Linked DNA regions of Mus musculus: all the other regions are linked to region 3. Evidence: chromatin contacts called from public Hi-C and promoter capture Hi-C data. All regions are on one chromosome and are shown on one strand. The core of a region is the stretch at or near the end of the contact, and the rest is flanking DNA. Distances in the headings are between cores, read along the strand shown. Region 1 overlaps Hivep1 (human immunodeficiency virus type I enhancer binding protein 1). Region 2 has its middle 47 kb from the start of Gm22157. Region 3 holds the start of Hivep1 (human immunodeficiency virus type I enhancer binding protein 1). Region 4 has its middle 54 kb from the start of Gm32555.

The links. Promoter capture Hi-C pulls out the DNA fragments that hold promoters and counts their contacts. Hi-C and Micro-C count contacts between places; a contact is called where the count stands out from the background.
Region 1: a Hi-C map of bone marrow-derived macrophages shows a contact between it and region 3, with 3 times the contacts expected there. The contact joins the enhancer-like site here to the promoter of Hivep1 in region 3. A contact is called at or near these places in 6 of 39 promoter capture datasets (the 3T3-L1 cell line, the HPC-7 cell line, HPC-7-derived erythroid cells and 2 more), 1 of 15 datasets of contacts at CTCF or cohesin (the G1E-ER4 cell line), 34 of 484 Hi-C or Micro-C datasets (B cells, DN2 thymocytes, the G1E-ER4 cell line and 22 more), 9 of 115 datasets of contacts at active chromatin or transcription factors (DN3 thymocytes, the HPC-7 cell line, T-cell acute lymphoblastic leukemia and 5 more) and 3 of 9 other capture datasets (adipose tissue, liver and pancreatic islet).
Region 2: a contact with region 3 is called in a Hi-C map of CD8 T cells, with 2.7 times the contacts expected there. The contact joins the enhancer-like site here to the promoter of Hivep1 in region 3. A contact is called at or near these places in 3 of 39 promoter capture datasets (the 3T3-L1 cell line and 3T3-L1-derived adipocytes), 16 of 484 Hi-C or Micro-C datasets (CD4 T cells, CD8 T cells, adipose-derived mesenchymal stem cells and 10 more), 12 of 115 datasets of contacts at active chromatin or transcription factors (CD8 T cells, T-cell acute lymphoblastic leukemia, bone marrow-derived dendritic cells and 7 more) and 1 of 9 other capture datasets (adipose tissue).
Region 4: a promoter capture Hi-C map of 3T3-L1-derived adipocytes shows a contact between it and region 3, with 5 times the contacts expected there. The contact joins the enhancer-like site here to the promoter of Hivep1 in region 3. A contact is called at or near these places in 2 of 39 promoter capture datasets (the 3T3-L1 cell line and 3T3-L1-derived adipocytes), 9 of 484 Hi-C or Micro-C datasets (adipose-derived mesenchymal stem cells, beige adipocytes, brown adipocytes and 5 more) and 1 of 115 datasets of contacts at active chromatin or transcription factors (embryonic stem cells).

Annotation. Positions count from the first base shown.
Region 1 is chr13:42,148,340-42,152,730 of GRCm38.p6, reverse strand. All of the region lies in intron 3 of Hivep1 (human immunodeficiency virus type I enhancer binding protein 1), which reads right to left. Among named protein-coding and RNA genes, the nearest start is that of Gm32778, 36 kb to the left of the region's middle. Within about 2 kb of position 2,515, at least 82 of the 459 cell types and tissues checked have an H3K27ac peak or open chromatin away from gene starts, as enhancers often do. A contact at or near this core is called in DN2 thymocytes, the HL-1 cell line, the HPC-7 cell line and 11 more, where this site is marked.
Region 2 is chr13:41,946,561-41,950,636 of GRCm38.p6, reverse strand. No RefSeq gene overlaps it. Among named protein-coding and RNA genes, the nearest start is that of Gm22157, 47 kb to the right of the region's middle. Within about 2 kb of position 2,221, at least 26 of the 459 cell types and tissues checked have an H3K27ac peak or open chromatin away from gene starts, as enhancers often do. A contact at or near this core is called in CD8 T cells, T-cell acute lymphoblastic leukemia, memory CD8 T cells and 2 more, where this site is marked.
Region 3 is chr13:42,048,909-42,053,534 of GRCm38.p6, reverse strand. It overlaps Hivep1 (human immunodeficiency virus type I enhancer binding protein 1), which reads right to left and starts at 1,514. Exons shown (of 9, transcript NM_007772.2): 1 at 1,445-1,514. Gm28707 (a long non-coding RNA gene) reads right to left here. Exons shown (of 2, transcript XR_001780922.2): 1 at 4,422-4,626; 2 at 2,968-3,759.
Region 4 is chr13:41,965,429-41,969,670 of GRCm38.p6, reverse strand. No RefSeq gene overlaps it. Among named protein-coding and RNA genes, the nearest start is that of Gm32555, 54 kb to the left of the region's middle. Within about 2 kb of position 1,325, at least 9 of the 459 cell types and tissues checked have an H3K27ac peak or open chromatin away from gene starts, as enhancers often do. A contact at or near this core is called in 3T3-L1-derived adipocytes, beige adipocytes and brown adipocytes, where this site is marked.

The DNA of each region.
Region 1 (4,391 bases), core at 1,266-3,765, 98 kb before region 3:
TGCTGTGTAGGCCAGGCAGTCCTGAACTTGGGATCTTACTGCCTCTGCCTCCTGAGTGCTGGGATTACTGATTTAAGCACCATGATAGACTCTTTCATATTTTTCTTTTAATTAAATGGTGCCCACCATTACAAAGAATCAACCTGTAGCTGAAATACTCAAAATTATGTTGTTTTAAATTAAAGTAATAAAACTTTTGGCTTTTACAGAAAAGGAAAGCTGGCTGTAAAGTGCAGAAGTTCTATAAAGGTTTCCTGGCTTTATATGGGAGCACTGAGCTGGTTTGAGAGGGGAGGGGGGCCCTTAGCACCCAGGAGGAACTACGTGCTTGAGGCCGTCTTGGAACACACACTGAGATTGCCTCAAGAGAATGAGAAAATAAAGAGAATTTCTAAATATTTCTGTTTACTTATGATATTTCTGAAAAAAAAATCTATAGTTAAGGATTAGAAAAATATTTTGAGCAACATGTTCCAATTTCAATAGGACCTGACCTTCTGTCACTTGCCATTGCATTTCATACATGTCGGCTATATTTGTAAATGTCTATTGTCAATTCTTGGTGTGTAACTTTAATTTTAGTACACGGTATAGTGTGTGTGTGTGCACCTGTGTCATATGCCTATGTGTGGGTGACACCTGTGTCGTGTGCCTATGATTGTGTGCACATTTGCATAATATGCTGATGTGTTGAGTACATCTGTCTATGTATGTGTGGAGGTGCACCTGTGTTGTATGCCTGTGTGTGTGTACTTGTGTTGTACACCTATGTATATGGATATATATATAGTACCCCTGTGTGTTATGTGTCTATGTGTGTGGGTATGTCCATAGGTACAATCTGAAGACCAGAGTTCGAGGAGATTGTGTCTTCCTCTATTGCTTTTCAGTATAATTTTTAAGGCAAGGTTTTTCACTGAAGCTAGATCTTGTCCTTTGCACTATATCAGCTAGCTGACAAACCTCCAGGCCCCTCCTTTCGCTGCCCTCCAGAACTGGTACTGCAGGCGTGTACCACCAGGCCTGGCTTTTCTGCGGATGCTGGGGACTGAAATCAGGTTCTCTGCTCACAGAGCAAGCACTGTGTCCACAGAGCCATCTTCCCAACCACTCTTTTCTTAATTTATTGTATTTATTTTATGTATGTATATATGTATGTATGTATGCATGCATATATATCCATCTGGGTGTGTGACAGTCTATATGTCATGAAGCATGCAGAGTTCAGAGGACAACTTATGGAACTGTTTCCCTCTACGATGTGTGTATCACATAAATCTCCTCCCACTGCCAGCCCACCCCCATTTTATCTCATTTCATTCTCTTAAGTTCGAGCTCTTGTTAATAATATTTATGACGTCATTAACTTTGGTGTTCATGGTCACACTCAGTTTCTGCCATATTGATTCCTATCTTTCATGTTCTCCCTGTCTTTCTCTGGCTGAGAATATGGAAGGGCAGTCCAGTCACTCAAGGACACACGCCAGGCCTTTTTGAAGTTGCACCACCCATTCCTTCTTGATTCTGCTGGATCTCTATGAGAGGTGCTCGGGAGGGGATCAGGTGATGGTGCTGTGCAGAGGGGGACTCCGAGCTTCTTCCAGGGCTGTGTCAGACTGAAAAGCTGTCAGCAGTTCTAGTAGTGATGGTAGTACTCTTAACAGAGGCAAAGCACAAGGCTTAAGAATAGTTTTCCAGAAGTTCTACAAAGGTTTCCTGGCTTTATATGGGAGCACTGAGCTGGTTTGAGAGGGGAGGGGGGCCCTTTACTTGGCAACCACAGACGCTCACTTCCCCATGCGTGTGTGGGACTGTGGACCACAGGTGGACAGTGAGGACCAGTCATTGTCAGCAGGAAGATGGCCAGGCTAATGATGGCAGTGCAGTTAACGTAACACTACAGAACCGTTTAAAATAATTACTACGATGGCACGGCAAGCTGAAAATTGTGATACATGAAGTATACAGGCACATTCTTTTCTGTCCCTAGAGAGAGGTCTAGGCTAAGAGGCAGATATCTGGGAATGCACAGTGAGGGCTGTTTTTTGTAAAGGTAAACAAGTGACCAGCCAAAGAAAACATGCTGTGGAGAGGAAAAGAGGCCTGATATTAGAGGCCTGGGTAATTGCTAGACTTAAGGCTAAGCTAGGAGTGGGAATCAACAAGGTAGGACCTGGAAAGATGCAACGACACCCATGACAGTGAAGAACCTGGGCACTCCTGTGGCCCAGGGTGTTAAACACACACGATGGCATTAAGGAGAGCGACCAGGCTTGTGGCATAGGAATGGGGAGGATGGGCTCAGGTCTGAAAGCATGGTCAGTGGGACCCAGGGGCCAAATCCACCTCAGCCACGGGGCTAGTGTGGGGAGGGGGGCTGAGCTCAGGGCCCAGCTAAGCTGGATCTCTCCCTGGGAAGCTGGACAGGAAGGGCAAAGCCCAGATATTACTAACAGGGGAGAAGGGCGATTTCTCAGGGTGAGAGGCTGAGTGTGTGTGCAGACAGGAAGCTCTCCTCAGGACAGAGGAGGAGACTGAAGCCACAAGACAGAGAACTAGGCAATCAAATGCATAACAAAGAGGATGTATAATCAGGAAGCTAGGGAGGACAAAGACAACTGACTATCGGGAATGAAGACACGTTCACGTAGGTGGCACATCTCTGACTCAGTCCTGGGCAGGGAGCAGAAGGAAGCACTTTCAAGTCAAGGAGGTTTCATGAACGTGGTGTGCAAAAAACGCGTTTAAAACACACATGGGGAACAGCATGCAAACCAGGCTGCACACAGACCAGCAGAGTGAGAGGAAGGCACAGTGGGAAAGGTATTCTGCCAGCAGCTGATCCTCAGCCCTGAATACAAAGCAGGAGAGGTGGGGATTTACACAGTAGGCACAGGAAGCCACAACACTTCACTGCCAAGCTCTTCCTTCCCTCCAGGAAGATGATCAAGAAATATTAACCAGGAATATATGATCAAGTAATGGTAATGTGGTGGCGGCTGCTTAAATCTCACCTATCTTTCCAACCTCTTATCTACTTCACTCTTACACCACTTAAAGAAGACTAAACTGCCAGCCTAAAATGCTGTATTGAGAAGCAATTCAGCGCTCACCAACAAAGCTACAGCAGAGGACAGAGATGCGGCCCTGTTAGGAAGGGGCGGAGCACGCACACATGCAGCCTGGATCCCCCGAAGCCACACTCAAGAAAAAAGAAGAGAGGAGGAGAGGAGGCAAGAGGAACACAGGGGAGGGGAGGGGAGGGGACAGTGTGACAGTGCATGTCTGTGATCTTAGCACCAGGCAAAGTGGAGACAGGAGGACTCCTGGGCTAGTTGGCTAGCCTTGCAGAATCCTGAGCTCCATGCTTGGTGTGTGAAAAAAAAAAAAAAAAAAAAAAACTGTCTCAGAAAACAAGAATAACTCAGGAAGAAACCAGTGTCAGTGCCTGCCCCCAGTACATACACGCAATGCACACACATGAATATATACGTGCATCTACAGCACTCCCATACATACGAAGGCAAAACAAAGACTTAATCCGAAACTTCCCTGTCAGGAGACCTGTACTGAAACGCTGAGCCCGTTAACCTGAATCTAAGCTTATATATAAGATCTGGAAGTGTAACGGGAAAGGAATCCTAAGATGGCTGGCATTACTGCTCTGCTTTGAAGTCCACCACCTTAAAGATGCTCTCATGAGCATAGCCATGTGGGAAGCAAAACAATGGCCAGCAAAATGTGACCTCCCTGATACCTGGAACAAGTGTGCAGGTTTCTTTAAGTGCTAAAGAGGCTGTGCTGGCCTGATGAGGTCATGGACTTTGGAATGAAGAAATTACCCTGAATTACAGTGAGATCCTTTCAAACTTCACAGCAGAGTCTCTGGCTAACCAGCAGTCAGGTAAGAGACTGGGCTAGAAGATTCGACCTGCCCCTACTGGCTACAAAGCTACAGAGAAGCCAGGGTGTGCCGGAGAGCGAGAGCCCAGGGTAGACTGTAGATGCAGAGTGTCCTCAGACTCAGGGGCCCAGAGTCCTGACCCCAAGGCAATTGTGCTCAGAGGTGGAACTTTGGAGAGTTAGCTGGACTGATCGTGAGGACTCAAGACTTCTTCAGGGGATTGACCAACTAATGGGTTCATAATCAGACTGTAATACTGTGGAACAGGTCTTCACAAAGAGAAGTCCCTGGCCTTTCTGTTCCTCTGTGGCAGGTTGTCAGGAGCTGAACAGTCTCTCCAAGATTCTCTGTTTTGCCTCCTGTACAAAGGCATAGAGCTGGGTCACCAAGAAACTGAACCTGGAAAAACCTTTCCTTCCTTTAACAACAGTCTCAGGTATTTTGTTACAGCAAGCAAAGCTGGCTCAGACAGCAGGTGCTTAGCATA
Region 2 (4,076 bases), core at 972-3,471, 100 kb after region 3:
GGGGCCTTCAAGAATCAACCATGGTGCTTGAGAAATTTCTGTCTACCTCTCAAAGAGCATGATGCTGCGCATACCCTAGTGCCTGCACGGACTGCTAATGATAATGCCGACAGTAACTGCTAATGACAGACACGGGCAGTCAGGGGGTGCTAGCCATGCATGCCACAGGTACCACACCGGAGATAGCAGATACTACTTAATTTGGTGAGACTATGGGAAAGGCAAAATCTCAATAAACTGGTTAGAGGTTGTGGAATCTCCAGTGCAGGAAGTAGGAAGTGACTTCCTCCTTTGCTGACTCCCAAGAGGAGCCCATCACCCTCCCGTTGGCGGAGGGGGAGGGGGAGGGGGAGGGGGAGGGGGAGGGGGAGGGGGAGGGGGAGGGGGAGGGGGAGAGCATGTGGGATGCTTGCAGCATCTGACCAGAGTCTTCTCTACGCACACCTGTTCTCTTTGTCCACTCAGTAGGTAATGTTTCTGTGGCTGATTGAGAGACTTTCTTCTTTGGGTGGGTGGGGGGGCTGAGGGGGGGGGGGGAGAAGGGGGTTTTCATACATGCAAGGCAAGTCTCTCTGTACCATAATACACTTTTCACTTTTAAAAAAGTAATTAATTCACTAGCTATATTCATGTTGAGATTACTTGTGCTTATTTTATTTACTAACATAAACTTTTTTTTTTGTTTTTTTGTTTTTTTTTTTTTTTGGAGACAGTGTCTCATTAACCTGCCCAGTTTGGCTTTGAGCTCCCACAGGTAGCCCAGAGTAGCTTTGAACTTGCAATCTATGGTCTCAGTCTGTCAATTAACTGAGATTACAGGCCTGTGTGGCCAGGCCAAGCTGAGGGCCTTTATTCTCAAATGACTGTGAGGAAAGACTTCCCCAAAGCCTGGTAGGACAGGTGTTTAGATTCATGTCTCAAAAGATATGTGGAGGCCCTAGGTGTGCCCGAGGGAACCTGAGGCAGGAGGATTGTGTTTTCAAGGCTAGCCTGAGCTATACAATGAGTCCTTGTCTCTAAAACCAAAGCAAAACAAATAAAAAGGTCTAAAACCCATAAAAACCTAACCCCCACTTCTCCTAAGAAAGCACAGGGGATTTCCCCAGCTGTCTTCTCCCAGAATTTTCTTCAAACAAGAAAAGACGGTCACAGAAGTGAACAAATAGGCCTTAGAAGTACAGAGTCTTAAACGAACTAACCAACAAGCAAACAAACATCCCAGCTTATGGCTGGTGCAGTGAGCAGAAGCAACCATCCAGGTGACAGGAAATAGCTCATCCGCTGTGACTGGCTCTACTCATCCAAACAGTGATCCAGACTCGTGGGAGCCTTGGACAGAGGTCAAGAGTCCTTGGGCTTCGTCTTTGTCCCTCCTCTCTTCCACTTTCCTCTCCTTCTCTCTCCCCCTCCCTTCTCCCTCCTCCTCCCCTTCCACCTTTTCTGATCCTTAGCTTGCCTATCTCCCCTGCCTTCTTGTCTTCTCCATCCTTTTACCCCTGCCCCCCTTTTCTCCTCCTTTCTCCCTTTCCCCTTCTTACCCCCCTCTTTTCTCCTCCCCCCTCTTTTTTTCTCCCCCTCTCCCTGCCACCTCATCCCAGATCTTAGGCTTCCCTACCAGATACCCACAGCTTGCTTTGTGTGATTGTTAGAAGACCCAAAATACTTGAGTGAATTCTTTACTTTGGGGGGGGGGGTAAAATCAGGTTTCAAACCTCTTCTGTGTTTAGGGAATTCTGTTTGTTTGTTTGTTTGTTTGTTTGTTTTTCGAGACAGGGCTTCTCTGTGTAGCCCTGGCTGTCCTGGAACTCACTCTGTAGACCAGGCTGGCCTTGAACTCAGAAATCCACCTGCCTCTGCCTCCTGAGTGCTGGGACTAAAGGTGTGTGTGGTGTGCCACCACTGCCTGGTTGGGAATTCTTAGGAATTCTCCCTGACTTAGGATCATTCCAGCATCTGCTGTGTGAGTGGAAAGCTATTGTGAATCTAACGTGGTCTAATGAGGATTGCTCAGGACAAAAAAAAATAAAAAATAAAAAATAAAAATAAAAATAAAAAAAACCCAAAACCTGGGTCACAGAATCACATGTGTTGCTGTCACGAGCCAGCTTTTAATTATGTGCTTTTGATTACCAGGGCAACAAGGGGAGAAACTGTTCCTCTGGGTGACCTCATAACCACCAACAGAAAAACAAAGAAGACCTCAGGCACTCCTCCTCAGACAGCAGTGTGGTTACTGTAGAAGGCACATTCACAGGAGGATTTCTTATCATTGCTGGGTGCTAGCTGCTGCCATATTGGCTGTGGCCTCTTTACAGATTTTGAACTGCTTGGAAGAAGAAATTATACTTTTCTTTAGAATGTTGTTCTCTCTCGACACCTGTACAAACACACACGAACGAACACACACACACACACACACACAGAGAGAGAGAGAGAGAGAGACAGAGACAGAGACAGAGACAGAGACAGAGAGACAGAGAGAGAGACAGAGAGAGAGTAAAAATAATAAGGGAAAGGCAAGATCAGGCATCATTCAGCTATCCCTCATGTGCACGGAGAGCTAAGCTGGTGCCCTTGTAGGATACTGAAATCCATATTAATACTCAGTTTCTTATTAAAATTGGCATATTATTTGCCTAGCATCTCAACACCTCCTTCAACATACTTTAATTCACTCATTTGTTGATTGATATCCATAGATGATCTTGTTGAGTGGCTCTCGCTGGCCTGAAACTCACTATGTAGTCCAGGTTAGCTTCAGACTCATGACTACCCTCCCATCGCAACATCTTGAGTGCCAGTTTTACTGGTGTGCATCAGAACATCCAGCCGTCATAAATTTTAAAGCATGCCAGAGTGACCAAAAATAGTTAATACAGTAGAAATGTCTGTAACTCGTGGCTACATTGCATTTTAAGGGGATAATGATACCCTTTAGGAAGTTTTGTTTTTGTTTTTGTTTTTTAAGTATTCTAAACATAGTTATGGTAGACAGTACTTTTTGCTGAGTATTTATAATCATTTGTTGATTGAATTCATGGCACAATGTAGCAGAAATGGGTATGAGTATTTGACTTTGTCTCTGTCTCTGTCTCTTTCTGTGTGTATGTTTCCTGTGTGTGTGTGTGCTTGCATGCACGCACATGTGAGTGCATGTATAAGTTCCACCCCACAAGTTAATTCCCCTCTTGGGTGTCCCTCTTCCCATCAGCACTCTCCTCTCAGATCCTCCTACTTCTTGGACTTTGTCTTTGCCAAGGGTCTCATCCATTCTACCATCCTCCCCTGAGTTTACTGGGCATTGTTCGTGTGTGCCCTCTTTTGCCAAGTAAAATGGTGTAATCCAACCCTTGTGGAAGAGTTAACTAACTAGAGTGGAAGGCCACCAGTGTATAAGGATACCTATAATAACAAAAAGCATTGTTCTTGGGCACAAGTTATTAATTTGTCTGCTATTGAAATTTGAACATAACATTAAATATTGCATATTGGAAAATCATACCTTTCCGCCAATGTTTGTGTACAGCCCTATCCTGACAGTGTTTAGAAGATCTCTTTTTTATTATAGAACTATACCCAAATGATTTCCCTCTATCCTGATTCACTAGTACTCTAGTCTCTGATAAGGGAACTCTGTATGGTCATCATTGCCATCATGGGCTGAAAAGAGCTCCTCCCTCCCTCCCTCCTTCCCTCCCTCCCTCCCTCTCTCCAAGCTTCCCTCCCCCCTCCCCCCTCTCTCTATGTGCATGTGTACAGGTGAGCACATATAGATAAGCCCATATATATGTGAATGTGGCAATGAAGCCAGAAGCCATCCTGAGGTGTGTTGCTTCCCAGGATCCATCCACACTGGATTTTGAGGCAGGGTCTCTTAAGTGACCCAGAGATTCCCAATTAGGATATGCTAGTCTGGCTAGCCAGTCATCACCAGGGTCCTTCCTGTCTTTGCCCCCCACTCCCTGCATGCCTGGCTTTAAAGAAGAGTCTTTGAGAATGTATAGATGTATACAACGTATCTTGGCCATATCCACCCTTATTCCTCTGTAGCATCCTGCTCCTATCACCCACTTAGT
Region 3 (4,626 bases), core at 265-2,764:
CTGTAAGCAACACGGCTCTTAACACGGCTATTAGTCGGCATAACACAAACTATCCCCAATCTAACGCCAGGGGAAGAATAAGAAACAGGACGGTCAATGATGGGTGAAAGATAGAGCTCCTCAACTCCCCCTACCACAGAGGCATCAGCTATAGCATCCAAAAAGGTTTTGACTGCACAGAGAATTTAAAGATAAAGCTGTAAGTGTTCCGTTCCGTATTAAAACTAAAGCTTTTAAGCGGTCACGATATTACGAAGTTTTTAAAGCGTGAACTCGGATTGTAAGCCGATCACGTGACCTCCCACAGCTCCCAAGCTTAAATGTTAAAATATGCAAATTCCCAACCTGTAACAGCTTTGTGCGACCCGGTTTTGCAGCCTCCAGCCCCCCTGTCCCTAGCTGTCCAGCCCACATTTAAATCCGCGGTGGAGAAGTGGTTATTTTCAAAGACGACAGCACCACCGTGGCGACTAGGACCAGTGATCGACCATTCTTTCTCGAGAAAGAAATACATACTACAAGGTGCAAAAACAGGACACAATCAAAAAAGCGTAAAGACAGTCACAAGGAGAAAAAACATGAATGAATGTGGAGGGCGGAGCCTGGGAAAACCCCTCTGCAACGCTGCACTGAACAAAGCGCTTCGCATGCCAGAAGGAGGGGGGAATGGAAGTGCCAGCTCCGGAAGGAGCCTAGAGTGGATGCGGAGAGCAGGAGGAGGAGGAGGAGGAGGACAGAGTCGGCGAGAGCAGCAGCCTTGAGACTCCTCCTCGCGCCAGCCTCGCCACAGCCCCCTCCCCTCTCTAGCCGCAACTCCGGCTGGAGCCCGACCCCGCGGCGAGCCCAAGCCGCCCCGCGCCCCTACCCACCGGCCCCGACCCACCAGCGGCGGGCGCGCGCCCTACGGGGAGGGAAACTACCCAGGTGGCCCGGAGTAAACAGGCACTCCGGGCAAAGACCGAAAGGGAAAGCGAGCCACAAAGCCGGGAGGTGCGGAAGCCGCGGCCTGGTCTCCCGCAGCCCCGCCGAGCCCTCCTGCGAGAAGCGGCCGCGGCGACCAGGAGGCCGGCCCTCCGTACCTGCTGGGCTCGCAGGACCGCAGCTCCCGCCGCCCGTGCGGCCAGGACCCGCCGAAGTGGCAAGCGGCTCCCGCACGCAGCATCCCCTCCGCAAGGTCGGCGCCGGCACACGCGCACACACTCACTCACACGCACACCCGCGCGCCCGCCCGCCAGGGGGAGGTGGTCCCGGCCCCCGCCCCCCGCGCCGCGCTCTCCCGGGTGCAGCGCCCCCACCGCCGCGCCCGGCCCCGCACCCGTCGGGAACTGCGCTGCACTTGACAACCGGGACATCAGCACAAGCGGAGCCTCCTCCCGACGGGCACCGAGGCGCGAGCTGGGCGCGGGAGGGACCGAGTGGAACCCGGCGGGAGAGCGGCCTTTACCTCTCCCGGGTGTCCGTGAGGACGGCTGGCAGCGCGAGGGCGGCCAGGGCGAAGGTCGGCGGCTTCCCCCCGCGCGTGGGCGGGGCAGCAGGGGATCCCCGGGGGCGGCGGGGCGGGGGCTGCGGCGGGAGGGCGGGCTCCTGTGAAGCCGGCCCGGGGCCCCCTGCCGCCCCGCCCGCCCGCCCGCCCGCCGCAGGCCCCGCCGCGGGGACCCAGGACGCAGGAGGAGGCGCGGCCCGAAGGGCGGGGCGGGGCGGGGCGGCAGCGGAGGCGGGGCTCCGCGGCCCGGGGAAGCCCGGCCGGGCCGCAGTCGGGGGCGGTTGGCCCGGGAGGAGGGGCGGGGCCGGGCGGGGCCGGATTCTCTTTACCGTCTTTTGACTTTCTAGAGCAGGCTGTGGGCCGGCCCGGTGACGTCATGGTGTCTCCCAGCCCCGCCCCTCGCCCTGGCCCTGGTAGGGAGGAGGAGGAGGAGGAGGACCCTGGAGGGAGGGGGGACCCCAAGGGGGTTTCCTCTGCTCCGCGTAGAGGGAAGGGGAAAATCATAGTGAAACTTGAAACGCATTAACTTTAAAAAATAACTTTTAAAAAAGAGAGAGAGAATGAAAGGGGGCTGGGTTGTTGACTTGGAGGGTCAGAGGGGACGTGTTATTAAGCCCTAAACTGAAACCACTTTTTTGGTGGCGGATGTTCTATTAAAAGACCGAGGAAAGCCAAGGTTATTCCGGAGAGAGCCGGTGCTTCCCAGAGCCTAAGCAGCGGCGAGCGCAGTTAACCCCTCCTTAGCTGCCTGTCAGCTGGGGACTAACCCGCGAGGGAACTTTGGAAGCCGAAGAGGGGGTGCGGGGCGGAGCCACCCAGCAGGCTTCTGGAACTCTGGGGGAGTGAACAGGGAAGACAGACTAATTTATTACAAACCAGAGTTTGACCCCGGCTGCTAGAAAGCGTTAGAGAACGGGAACTGGAAACTTCTGGAAATATCAGGAGAGCTGACTCTGGGGAACGAAGCAGGTTTTCAAGGGTAGGCATAATACTAGCAGTTTGAACTTAAAAATTACACGCATCCACAAAAAAAAAAAAAAGCCGATAGAAGATTGTACGGGCCACCTCAAAGTTGGAAAGAATAAGGTGTTAAAAAAAAAAAGGCGCAAAACAAAAATATTCTTTGTTAAGCGATCATACGCCCACTAACAGCTGACCATCTGTGCAAACTTGTTTTGCTCCCTTAGGCTTTCATAAAGATGTCCAGGTCGTTCCTGCTAACGGTTGACCCCTAAAATCCCCCGAGGAAGTCCTACCTCTAGCTTGCTGGAGCTAAGAAAAGCACAAAGCCCCAGAATGGAAATTATTAAAAATGGAATACTTGGTAATGGCAAGCTTAGAGCCAAAAATAATGTTTTGCAGAGGAAGAAAATATGCCTACCAAAAAGTAAATTTGGTCATAGGAGCAAAGATTATGCAGCTAGAAAGCTCGGGTGGTGGGTAATACTATGTCAGCCTTACAATGAAAGAGTACCATTTTAATATTCCAGTAAGATGTCTTCTATTTTATTAAATGAAATACCCAATGGGTAGGATTCATAAAACATATAATGTAGTTCCCCTCCCCCAGCCGAGCTGTTTGAACCAAAAGATAAACATGCAGACATAGATAATGTGTTAAGATTAAAAACAAAAAGTCTTCAGAAGTCGAGTTTTTGTTACTTGAAACAGAAAGAGAAGAAAAAAAAGTTAAGTGCCAGAGAGAAATTTTTAACTCAATATTTGCTGAAGACAACAGAAATGTATCCATGAACCCAGGATGTCTCCAAGATACAGCAATGCTAAGAGCGTTTGAGAAAACTGCATATCTGGTTTTGATTTGTCATTTTACTGTGTTTTCTTGAGCAACAAACCAGTATTAAAACTTCTCTCTGAGATAGTTAATATAAGAACACTTTCCTGGTAAGTTTTCTGAATTGTCTAAATGCGTTTTTTTTTTTTTCCATACCAAAATGCAGGGAAAGGCAGCTATGTTAAATGTTAAGTAGTTGGTTTCGGTTTGTTTTGTGACACAGTAAATAGTAGATCCTCAAATAGCAAATAAACGGAATTGGATGAGTGAACCCGTCCAGCCCGGTAACTGGTAAACTTCAGCTTGAACTGTCAAAAATCCTTGAACAATGGGGATCCCAATGATGGCTCTAGACTGGGAAGGCAGAGAGATTCCAAGGGGCCTCTTTCTCTCCATCCAGCAGGCCAAGTAAGAGTCTTTGTTGCGCCCCTTGGGAGACGTAGGGTCCTGTGGGTACTCTGACCTTATCTCTCCCGCTGAGCATCTAGGGGAGAGCATCGGTCCAACCCGAGGCCGCACCCGAGCGTCCCCCAACCCCGGTTCCCACGCATCTGCCCGGCGCTGCCTGGCTCGGGCTCCCCCTTGGCACGGCCCCGTGGCTCCACGGCACCGGCCCTCCGGCCGGTGCGGCCAGCAGCGCCACCGCCACGCGGAGATCCCGGAGGTTCCTCCTGTTGGCCCCGGGTCACACCGCCCGCTCGTCCCTCCCCTTCACCCTGCGAGCTGGGTTTTCCCGTCCACCAACGAGTCCCCTCCCCCCGGCCCCCACTCCGGCGACCCGGCTACAAACCCTCCCCTGCTCGCTCCCAGCAACTGTCCCCCCTACGCCCGGGCTCTTCCCAAGCCAAGCAGACAAAAGAACGGAGGGAGGAAAACTTACCGAACTACAAGGCAAAAAAAAAAAAAAAAAAAAAAAAAAAAAAAAGTCTGCTCCCAAGCTTCCTGGTTCAACTTTTCATTTTAAAAACAAAAGCAGAAACCAAAAGCCTCCTAGGTTGGAAGTGGGCGTGAGAGGAAACGCTGGGGGAGGCGCTTGGTTCCCTCCCTGCGCTGCCCCCCCCACCCCCCCACACCCCCCTACCCCGCTTTTCTGGCCCCTACCCAAAGCTTTGATGTTATCTGGTGCACCGCCTACGTGGGTTATACCTTGAGCTTGGTGCCTGGTGACAGTCAAGATAGTCTCCTCTGTGGGTGCTGCTAGGAGGCAGCGCAGCAGGTGGCCAAAGGACGGAATCCTGGCTCTAGCCGGTCCTGGAAAAGGACCTTTGGGGCTCCCTTTCTCACCTGAGCTGAAAAGGGCTCTCCCAGCTAGGAATCTTTGTCTCAGAACTGTGCTACGTTTGCTGTTTGA
Region 4 (4,242 bases), core at 76-2,575, 84 kb after region 3:
CAACGACTCCAGCTTGGGATTGTAATGAAGCTTAATAAAGCATCCAGTTGCAGTCACCTCCATCTCCCATCAGCCTTAGAGACATCCCTAGAATCTTACCACACTGCCCACAGATCTCTTTATCCTGTCATGCCTTTACGGAGAGACCTATCTTAGACAGAGTACAAAAGTAACGAGTCATTATGTCTTTTCGGCTTTTGTTCTCCTGAGAAGATACTCATATATATGCAAATTTTAAAAAGCTTGTGTGTTCTCTTGATAATTAGCCTTGCATTGACTAAGTTCCTATGATTCCCAGGAGAACTAAGAGGAACAGGTAGGTAGGAGGGGATATCTTCCCTCCCTTACAAATGACTGATGTTTTAAAAAAAAAAAACTATCAGGTGCAACAACACACTAATGTGAATACAGTTCAGAGCAAACAATGACTAGTTTTAGGTGACAGATCACGGAGTCAGGTTCTCTCTCCTTCATCTTCAGATAAGCAGAGCACCTGTGGGATGTTCCAGGCACTAGTGTTCTCTCTCCTACTTCCTGTGCAGGCTGGGGTCCCGTTATACCTCAGCCCTCATCTTCAGCACAGGATCTGCAGAGAGCGTCACTCTCAAAAGTCTCGTTCATGTTTAAGCAGGCTCTCATATAGAGCACAGGCGCGTCCCCTCCCTCTGCCGCCCAGGGTACACCGCTGACGTGAAAGGGCCTTTGAGGTAACAGATACAAAGGATAAAAGGGATGAAGTAAGATGCTAATGGTTCCGACCAACCAGTTTGCTGACGCTGCATCCTTTTATGAAAGGGCAGACGCCTTACAAATGCATTACGCATTGATTTAGAGAGAGAGAAAGAGAGAAAAGTGTATTGAAGATGTGCTGTCATGTTTTCAGAATAGCTACCGCTGAAAGCATCGGGAAGGCCATTTCTTCAACTGATCCGACCTAGTGGAAAGAGTCTCACAGCTTCCCCCCACAAACAAACAAACAAACAAACAAACAAACAAACAAACAAAAAAACCAACCAAACAAACAAACAACCAAACAAAAAACGAAGTCAGCTCCTTTAATGAAGTGGGCCAGTGAGGAAGGACTTGCAGCTCAATACAAGAGTCTATGCTCTGAAAATGCTGCACGGTGTATTTTTTAATTTTCCTTCTCATCTCCAGAACGGGAGATGGAGGGAAATCGACCTAAAGGCTTTGAAAAGACACGGTGGATCAGACTAAACAACCTCTCTTTCCTCTGTGTGGTCAAGCTGCCCAGGGTGCTAAAAGTGCTCTTTGTCACACAGAACCGTGCTTGTAAACGTGTTGCAAAACCTGTGTAAGACTTACTCGAGCATGCTGCTCTTGTTTGTGAAATAAAAATAAGTGAAAGTTGAAAATAGTTTGGAGACCAAGAGTCAGCCCAGTAAATGAAATTTTACCCTGTTTACTAGCTTGCTCAAATTCATTAAGCCTTTGCTGAGATGTTAGTGTTTGCTTTAAAAGCACCAGTAAGTATACCATCCTATACTCAGTGTGTGTTTCCCAACCAAACAACAAAGCTACTGTTTCAATCCTTCTTTGAAAGCAATTTGCTGTTAAGGATAGACTAGAGAGATGAGGGGGCAGTTTGGTATTATGTTCTAGGCTGGGCCATAAAGTCTTTTTCATCAACCGGCACTAACTAAACTGTAGCACTTCTAAGAAGAGAGTTATAAAGAGTATAAACGCCCTCAGATTGCTTCGGGCTGAGTTTGTTTTTGCTGCTGTATTTTTTAGATTTGTAAATTGCTTCCTGAGGGGTGGTACTAGAGAGGTCAGACCCAGAGACATCTCCCTTCAGTTTTCTGCCTCCTAAACTGCCAGGTCAGGAGAGGAGAGTACAGCTCCCCAGGGGTTCTGCCTAGGAGCCTTGTATGGCTGGTAGGAACATTGTTCACTGCATCTTATATGTGAGTTCTTCGGTACTTACACATCGTTTTAGGGTGTATTCATTTGGTTTCTCCTTCTGGCTTTGAAGTTTTTCCACTGCCATGTTTCCCTGGAATCTCCACTAAGACTAGACTTTGGGGTATTTACCAAATCTATATTGAGCTTAGGTAAATCTTAGGCTTTCAGGCAAATCTTTGGTCAGAAATACAGCGTTGTCTAGCACTCAAGAGGCCTCACTTCTGGAACTTCCCTTTCGACTTAGGATTCCTTCCATTTCTTTCCTTCCTTCCTTCCTTCCTTCCTTCCTTCCTTCCTTCCTTCCTTCCTCTTTCTTTCTTTCGTTCTTTCTTTCTTTCTTTCTTTCTTTCTTTCAAGATTTATTTAGCTGGGTCGGTGCCCTGAGCAGACCTTGGGTGCAAACTCCGCAGCCAGTCCCACAACACCCAGAGGAAGCTCTACTCCCAGGCACTCTAACACGTCCAGGGTCCCAGGATCCCAGAATCACAGGATCACAGAGACATCTCAACTCTGAAGAGTTCTGACACAACCAGGATCACAGGAAGGGCAGGCTCCAGTCAGATAGAGCCAGGGCAGGTAGCATTAGAGATAACCAGATGTTGAGAGGCAAGCATAAGAACATAAGCAACAGAAACCAAGGTTACTTGGAATTATCAGAATCCAATTCTCCCACCATAGCAAGTCCTGGATATACCATCACACTAGAAAAGCAAGATTCAGATCTAAAATCACTTCTCATGATGATGATAGTGGACTTTTAGAAGGATATAAATAACTCCCTTAAAGAAATACAGGAGAACACAGTTAAATAGCTAGAAGACCTTAAAGAGGAAACACAAAAATCCCTTAAAGAATTACAGGAAAACACAATCAAACAGGCAAAGGAAATGAACAAAAACATCCAGGATCTAAAAATGAAAATTGAGACAATAAATAAATCACATAGGGAGACAACCCTGGAGTTAGAAAACCTAGGAAAGAGATCAGGACTCATAGATGCAAGCATCACCAACAGAATACAAGAGATAGAAGAGAGAATCTCAGGTGTAGAAGATACCATAGAAAACATTGACACAGCCGTCAAAGAAAACACCAAAAGCAAAAGGCTCCTAACCCAAAACATCCAGGAAATCCAGGACACAATGAGAAGACAAAACCTAAGGATAATAGCTATAGAAGAGAGCAAAGATTCACAACTTAAAGGGCCTGTAAATATCTTCAACAAAATTATAGAAGAAAACTTCCCTAAGCTAAAGAAAGAGATGCCCATGACCATACAAGAAGCCCACAGAACTCCAAATAGACTGGACCAGAAAAGAAATTCCTACTATCACATAATAATCCAAATACCAAATGCACTAAACAAAGAAAGAATTTTGAAAGTAGTAAGGAAAAAGGTCAAGTAATATTTAAAGGCAGGCCTATCAGAATTACACCAGACTTCTCATCAGAGACTATAGAAGCTAGAAGATCCTGTGCAGATGTCATACAGACCCTAAGAGAACGCAAATGCCAGCCCAGGCTACTATACCCAGTAAAGCTCTCAATTACCATAGATGGAGAAAACAAGATATTTCATGACAAAACCAAATTTACACAATATATTTCCACAAATCCAGCCCTACAAAGGATAACAGATGGAAAACACCAACACAAGGAGCGAAACTACACCCTAGAAGAAGCAAGAAAGTAATCTTTCAGCAAACCCACACAAACGATATTCCACCTCTAACAACAAAAATAACAATCACTTTTCCTTAATATCTCTTAATATGAAAATTAATATTACCAACATATCCTAATCCATTGAAATTCAAAAATATGAGGAATTAGAAATTTGTTGGCTGTCATCCTGTGGTCTCTCTAATTTGGTAATGGAAGAAATAGGTCCAATATTATACAATCCATATATACTTTCTGCTTGTTTGTATGTGACAGTATCTTGCTGTGTACCACACAATGGTCTTGAAATCATGCTTCTCCTATCTCAGCCTCTGTAATAGTAGGATTGTTTTTACGCTATACCATGGTTTTCAGAACAGCTTACATATTTCAAAATTATTTATACAGCCAAAAGAAATGTAGACAATTGATTTGGGAGGTGGCTTGTAAGAGAACAACAAAGAGTGTGACTGAATGTTTTGCTTCATATTTATAAGTATTATATCAATTTTGAAGAAGAGGACCTTATAAGTTACTCCTTTTCTGAGATGAATGCTTTTCAAAATCATCACAGCCAATGAACCAGAATCTTACTTTTACCTAATGTCTGTGCCACCCTCCAAGCAGAACCATTGTTCATGAGACAGTTGATGA